2 separate regions of the Danio rerio genome follow, and region 2 is linked to region 1. Evidence: chromatin contacts called from public Micro-C data. All regions are on one chromosome and are shown on one strand. The core of a region is the stretch at or near the end of the contact, and the rest is flanking DNA. Distances in the headings are between cores, read along the strand shown.

Evidence for each region. Hi-C and Micro-C count contacts between places; a contact is called where the count stands out from the background.
Region 2: a contact with region 1 is called in a Micro-C map of caudal fin, with 4 times the contacts expected there. The contact joins the promoter of wdfy4 here to the promoter of ercc6 in region 1. A contact is called at or near these places in 3 of 18 Hi-C or Micro-C datasets (caudal fin, embryo and hematopoietic stem cells).

Annotation. Positions count from the first base shown.
Region 1 is chr13:34,272,496-34,276,367 of GRCz12tu, forward strand. ercc6 (excision repair cross-complementation group 6) reads left to right here and starts at 1,632. Exons shown (of 20, transcript XM_683880.10): 1 at 1,632-1,767; 2 at 2,552-2,947; 3 at 3,065-3,185. The coding sequence starts at 2,562.
Region 2 is chr13:34,467,013-34,470,884 of GRCz12tu, forward strand. wdfy4 (WDFY family member 4) reads right to left here and starts at 2,159. Exons shown (of 63, transcript XR_012388779.1): 1 at 2,039-2,159; 2 at 892-1,137. si:ch211-223a10.1 reads left to right here and starts at 3,303. Exons shown (of 10, transcript XM_068213074.2): 1 at 3,303-3,556.

The DNA of each region.
Region 1 (3,872 bases), core at 382-2,881:
ACATTATTCAACCGAATGCCTCATAACAATGCTAAACAACAGAGAAAATTCTTAGCATTAAGAGTTTTTTTTTTTTGTATCAAGTTGAACTAATTAATAAAGCTGAATGCTGCTATTGTCTGAAAGAACATCGATTATGGAAGAGACTATAATTCGTAGAACAGATTAAATGTTGAACTCTGAACTCAAGAGGGCGCTGTATAATCTTGTAAAACGTTCTACGAAGCCTCAAATATGATAATCCTGGAGAGAGATTTCTATCCTGACATTAAACACAGTTAAAATATTTATTACAGATAATATATCAAATTACTAATGTGAACGTTTAAATAAATTATATTAATTGTTTAAAACTTATATTTATATAAAATATATTTTATATTTGTTTTATATCTTTCTATTTTATTTTACAATTTATATATTTGAAATTATTCCTTCTTTCTGTAAGGCGATTGTGCTGCCCTAGTTTATTATATTTTTATATGAATATATAAAATATTCATATATCTTTTTCATAGATATTCATATATTTATACCTTTCTATATATTTTTTTCATTTATATAATTTCACTTTAATTTATTCACGTTTTATTCATTCATTCATTTTCTTTTCAGCTTAGTGCCTTTATTAATCCGGGGTCGCCACAGCAGTATGAACCGCCAACTTATCCAGCATATTTTTACCACAACCTACTGCTCTACACACACATTCACACACACACACACACTCATACACTATGGACAGTTTAGCCTACCCAATTCACCTGTACCGAATGTCTGTGGGGGAAACCTGGAGCACCCGGAGGAAACCCACGCGAACGCAGGGAGAACATGCAAACTCCACACAGAAACGCCAACTGAGCTGAGGTTCGAACCAGCGACCCAGTGACCTTCTTGCTGCCCTACTTTGCCACTGCTTCGCCCCTCATGTATTATTATTTTTTAATCTATTTCATTTGTACTTTGTACTCATTTGCATGTCTTAAATAAATGTTTGCTTATATTATTTTATTGTTATAAAATTATTTAATAATTGTTGTCTTTTTGTTTTACATTTTTTTACATTCACACGTTTCAATTTGTTTGAGATATGTTTGTCTACATTACCCATATACAGTAGCTACTATAGCTACTAATATAGTTTTTCACAGTTTGGGACAACAAAGAAATGTTTTAATAAAAAGTAAATGACTGTACAGGGGGGCTTTATTTGTTTGTTTGTTGTTTGTTTGATTGATTTATATCACATCCGCATGTAGTAAACCGGTACACAGATAATAGTACATCATAATAACAATAATAACATAAAAACGTTATCGATATAAAAAATAACCTTTGTTTAATTGTGATTCTTTTAAAACGTAATATATAATCTAATTACAAGCACTGAATTTGAGTGTTTGATGACAGAATGCAAATTATAAGTAATCAGTTAGTCTAAAACTACACAACTTTATATATATATATATATATATATATATATATATATATATATATATATATATATATATATATATATATATATATATATATAGTAAAATAATGATTAAAGCGAAAGCTCTCTGCACTTTTATTTTGACATGTTTCCTCAGCAGCTGACATCCACACGGTAACTTACACTCTCTCCCTTCACAGTTCATTATGCAGTGATTGTATAACAAGTTCACATGCAAGACAGTAGTACACAGAAAACCTACTAAAACCGAGATTTTAATGGATTTCACGATAAACGAATAAATCTTTTGAAAGAGTCGGGTCGGTGTGAAGGTTTGTTGTTTACTATTGGGCTTTTTAAAGTCTAATTTGAGCTGAGTGTAAACAATAATATGCTAGCGGTTAGCATTTAGCAAACTGCACATACTGTTTGGTAAGACACTGGGTGTCTGAAAGAAAATAATAAAATATTAAGAGACCCATGATTGCCTTACAATTAATACGTTCATCGCTTTGGGTTTATGTTATATAACGTTAACGTTATTCAAGAAAAAAAAATCCGAGGCTGTTGCAATGTCTTGTCTTGTAAGGTTATGTCTCTTGTTTTGTTCTTTGACAGACACTTTAAGTGATCAAAACACATGTTTTTAGACATCTTAAATGTGACTATTAATATAATATAAGCGATTCTTTCTATATAGTATTTTTTTATATGAGCTTTATTGTTACTGTTATTTAAATACTGGTACTTTGGTGTTCAGTTACTCAAATGGTCTTAGACCATTCTAATACTGTAAGAAAAGACAGTGTGTGGAAAAAAAGATAAAATATCAACATAACCGCGGTTGCCTTAAAATTATTTCTTTCATTGTGTTGATATTATTTAATACAGTAAAATCTGAGACTGTTGTAATGTTAAATTGTGTATGTCTGTTTATTTGTTCTTTAACAGTCATTGTAATTGCTCAAAACACATTTTTACAATTAAAAATGTGATTCTTGAAAAAGCGACTCTTTTTAGTTATTCTTGATATAGGCTAAAATACTCTTACTTTGGTGTTCAGTTACTCAAATTTTACAACCAAACTTTACACTCTTAGACCATTCTAATTCACAGTGACATAGCAATGCCAGTAGAAGGTACCGAGGACCAGGCCCTGTCACCCCTGTCCAGCCCTGTGAGTGCTCTTACTCCTGGAGCTCCAGAAGACAATGGCCTTTCCATCCCTGGAAGTAGTAGGGAAGAGCCAGCGGCTGCCTGTCCGGAGACTGTCGGGGCACAGAATTCGAGAAAATCACAACCTCTGCTCCAGATCAACCGTCAGGAGATCCTATCGGTGGACCACAGCTCTCAGGCCGCTGAGCTCCAAGGTCTGGGTGTGGATGTTTACGACCAAGATGTCCTGGAGCAGGGTGTGTTGCAGCAGGTGGACAGAGCCATTCAGGAAGCCAACCAGGCTGCGGCTAAAGCTGAGGCCCAGAAAGAATACGAGTCTGTACTGGATGACGTCAGGTGAATTTATGGCTGCCTTACTTGCTCTTGTAATATTGTGCAATATGTGTCAAAAAATGAATAGCTCAAATTTGAGGTTGATCTACAGTAATGTGGTTGGTTTGTAAAACATTTCAGGTCATGTACAAGTGCTTTGAAACACATCAACAAAATATTGGAGCAGTTAACCCCTCATGCTGCCTCTAGCAAGGATATCAGTCGGAAAATTGAGTCTGTTAAACGGCAAAAAGAGAATAAGGTGAGTATATGCTGGATTGTTAGTTTTGCTGGGTTTAGCCTGTACTGCTGCATTATATGAAATTCTAGTCGGAAATGCTGTCTTCATTTGATCAAAAATACATTATAAACGTTAAATTCATTTAGAAATGTTCATGCTGTGTTTTTGTGGATTCCATACGATTTTTAAAAAGTATGTTTTGTTAAGTACTAGTTTTATTCATCAACAACACAATAATTAAATTGACAGTAAAATCTTGTTAAATCATATTAAAAAATATTTCTATTTCAAATAAATGCTTTTATTAGTTGCATGTATTTTCCCCCACAAAAATATAAAGCAGAAAAAAAAATTCAACATTGATTATAAAAAGAACCCTCATTAATAGTAATTTTTGAAATATTTAATGATTTAACACCAATTAAAATAGATTATGACAGCAATTCAGTATTTTAAAAATATTTCTGAAGGTCCATGTGATGCTGAAGACTGCAATAATGATCATGTAAATTCAGCTTGAAATCACAGGAATAAATTATATTTTAAATCTATTCATACTCATTTAAAAATGTAATAGCTCACAGTTTTACTGATTTACAAATAAATTAGGCTTTGTTAAGGAGAAGATAATTACTTTAAAGCAAATAATGTTTGACTTTTAGTATCTATAATTGGTTTGTATTATTTTAAAAATATATATTTGAACTT
Region 2 (3,872 bases), core at 909-3,408, 200 kb after region 1:
TTTGGCTTTTTCGGGGATAATTATTGTGATCTGATTGCAGCAGAGAAATACTGGGAAATCTCTGTAGATTGATGGCATTTCTTGTTGTTCAGCCTTATAATATTAAAATGGGAGCAACAGTCCTCATTTTAGACATTAGGCAAGAAAATCTTTCAATACTTGCTCTAAAGTGACGTTGGTGAAGTAGCAACGGTTTCTGCTTTTTCGACGTCAGCTGCAGATGTTTATGAATGGGAAGAACGTAGTTCCTCATACAAAATGGTTTTAAGACTCTCTTGTTTGATTTTCTTTTTTATACACACGATTATGCTGTCGAACTGTTGTATAAGCGCAATATCACATGAGTAGCAGTGCGATAAGGTTGTATATCATCACTGGTGAGACACTTTCCATTCATTTTAAATGGGTGACATCAGGCGTTGCCAAAATGCATTGTGGATCCATCGGCACCGCTTTAGAGGCGTTGCTTGCTGCAGAAGTTGAGACTTGTTCAACTTTTCAAGCGCCAAAGGAACCGTCAGCCAATCAGATGCCTTATTGCAAATACACCAGCTCAGACAGTGGCCTATTGCTGACTAATTTAATTGGCTGACGCGATCATTATAGCAGTGTCAGCCAATTTAATTAGTCAGCAATAGGCTACTGTTTGAAATGGTGTATTTGCAGTAAGCGACCTGATTGGCACGGCTTCAGACACGCCTTCAGTCAAGCATTGATTCTGAAGCCCCGTGTGAATGGGGCGTAAGGCCCAACTCCCACCAGTGCCGAAATCCAGCCATATCACACTGCTACTCATGTGATATGCTCATGTATAATATGAAGTTGTGTCTGTGATTAAATAACATTTGCGCCCCAACATTTTTATTCAGTTGTCCCACTGATTTACTGTACCTGAATGAACAGAAGCAGGAGTCGGCTGAGCTCTTGCTCTCTTTGTTCTGGTGACTGTTGGTTTATAGTATCCAGCTGAATTAGCTGCTCTCTCAGAACCTCCTCTAGATCATTGTCTTCTTTCAGGTCCTCATTTTTATCACTGTTGATTTGGCTGGCTTTCAGTTCTATGCTCTCTGCACTCTCCCCTGATGCGCTGAGTTCCCCATTCTCCTTACTGACTCTGTCCATTTCCGCATCCGGCTCCTTTAAAAAATAAAAATAAATAAAATTACACAAAGACACTTACTGTCGATACAGATAAAACATCTCAAAACATTTACTGGATCTTCAAGAATGTGCCACGAAAACAACCTTTTTAGATTTTTATCCATCAAATTCTTCCCAAAAGAAATATCTGGGCTACTACAGTACAGATCTTTAGGGTACTTGGTCAGTACCATAACTTTAAGATAAAACACACTCTCTTGAGTTATCTAAAACTTTTAAACATATTCATTATTAAAATCTCATGCAAAATCGTAGAAAAGGAAATGTTTGACAATGAAATACTGATCTTTAACTGCTTTCCTTCAATTGCCAAATCACAGCAGTAATTCAGTGGGTTTTCCTGCATCTTACAATCAGCTGTTCACACGTTAATGTGATCTTGTGATGTCAAGATGTGGGCTTGTTTTGCTACAGGGAGGACAACTTGCATTCCAGAATAAATGACATATTTGCACTGCACAGTCCCTCACTAGTTTATTCATTCACTATCTAAATACAACACTTGAATGTCATCTTCTTATTTTATTTACAGCCTTAACAGCAGTAACGTTTCTTGACGCTCTTTAGCAGTCGCCCTGGCTCTTATGCAATGAAATCTGACCAAACAAATCAGTTGGATGGCAAACAAATGAGGCTTATGAAACACTTAGCTAAAATCAAGCAAGCTTCCTTGTTTATCTCTACCTTTAAGTTGAGTCTCCAGGTGACAGAACAGGTTTAAATGCACTTACAGTAAAACACTCACGCCCCAAAATAAACGGCGACCTCTCAAAATAAAGCTGTCAACATCTGATGTTTGCATATGCAGTATAAAGGAATTAACCATTGAAAGTATTATGTGATACTTCAGTTCAGTATGCTCCAATCTAAAACGTACCTGTTGTTTAGTAGGTGGCATCTCAAGTCATTGACAAGGCTTGTGTACGTCGTTTTATGGCTGGACAGAAGGCTTTCCTCTGGCTTCCCATGTCACAACAACGCTCGGTGAGTGAATGGCCAGTTCATACATGCCTCCTAATCTGCCTTATCCACACCGGCTGGCTGAACTTTGCACAATGTGAAACTCTGACATCAGCTGCGCCTGGTCATGTGCTTCACTTCCTAGTAAAAAAAGCAGAAGTATTTTCAAAGCGCACATATGTGCGTGTGTTTTCCACACAGCAGAAGATCAACAGGGCTGCATTAGTTGTATTATTCCAAAATGAATATTCTAAATCGACCAATCAAAAAAAAAAAAAAAATTGTCTGAGGAAATGTAGATAGTGTCTATGCCCTCTGGTGTTTAAAGTGATTCTGATAATTGACAGAGCGTAAATAATTCAAACAAAGAGCAATGGCGACATCTTGTGGTGAGTTGAGATATTACAAAAAATATTATATAGAGAGGATTTTAAATAGGCTATCTGGGGTCCAAATATGAAAAAGACACAATGGAGTCCGTAAAAAAAGTAAAAATGTAAATTAAATTAAAAATTCAGAGAATTAATCGATTTATTATATAAAACTAATAATGTCACAAAAAATAAACACTAAGATAAAAGTAAGTGAAACCCCAAGCAATAATAAAACAGTTTTATCAATGCCTAGTTACAAATACATTCATTATTTTTTTTAAGAACAGTTAAAAATTAATGACTAAACGAAATAATAGCTTAAATATGTATACAATATTAGAATATCTTTTACCATGTGATTTTAAGATTACTGATCTGTTGATCAAGATGCTATTTTTTGTTTCAAGTATAAAAGGCCCTGATTTGACTCCATAGGTTAAATTATCTGAGAATGGGATTTTGGTTGGTTTACTTCAGCACAAAAAAAAAAAAAAAAACAATACCAGCATGCGTTCTGTCTTGCATGGTCAGGAACAGATGTAAAAAGATGTGTTACAGGACAGACATAAAGACAGTACGAGCCACATTAGTCCGACAAAAAGGTAACATAACTTTATGAAAAACTTGCTAAAATAAACATGTAACTTAGAAATTGTTTCAGCTTTTTTATTTTACATAGGTTGTACTTTAAATGGCGGTTCATTCCGCTGTGGTGACCCCAGATTAATAAAGGGACTAAGCCGAAAATGAATGAATGAATGAATGAATGAATGAATGAATGAATGAATTTACTTTAAATTTGACGCTAATACGGAAACAGGAAATAAATAATGGGCGGGTATTACCGGCGGAAGTTTTATGTAATTAACGTTACCCAGGCAACTGAATCTTTATTTATTTACTTACTTTTTAAAAATATATTTTAATAAGAAATTTCATTTTTCAATGGCGTTAATCAATAAGTTAGTTCTTATAGACGTCTGCAGAGGAGTGAAAACACCGAATGCATTTCTAATGGAGAGTACTTTGGGCCACTAAGCATCCACTAGAGGACATTTAAGGTATTACATACATTCTGTCGATTGGTTGAATCCACCCACAGAAGGCGGGGCTTTCCTCAAATCAGATCTGTATATTTACATATTATCAGATTGGCTGTTTTGTCGGATCGGATGATTGATTATCTAACGGTATTATAATGGACCGAGACCTATTGGCTGCAGGAACCTAACAAAATTATTCAAATATCATTAAATAATGAATATCTTGCACTTAGCCATGGGTTTCTTCGGCCGAAAGAAGGCGTAAATGAACGGTTGGCAGAATGCTGCAGGTTTCAGGAAGTTGTATATTTGAATCGGTTCAGCGGGGTGAGAT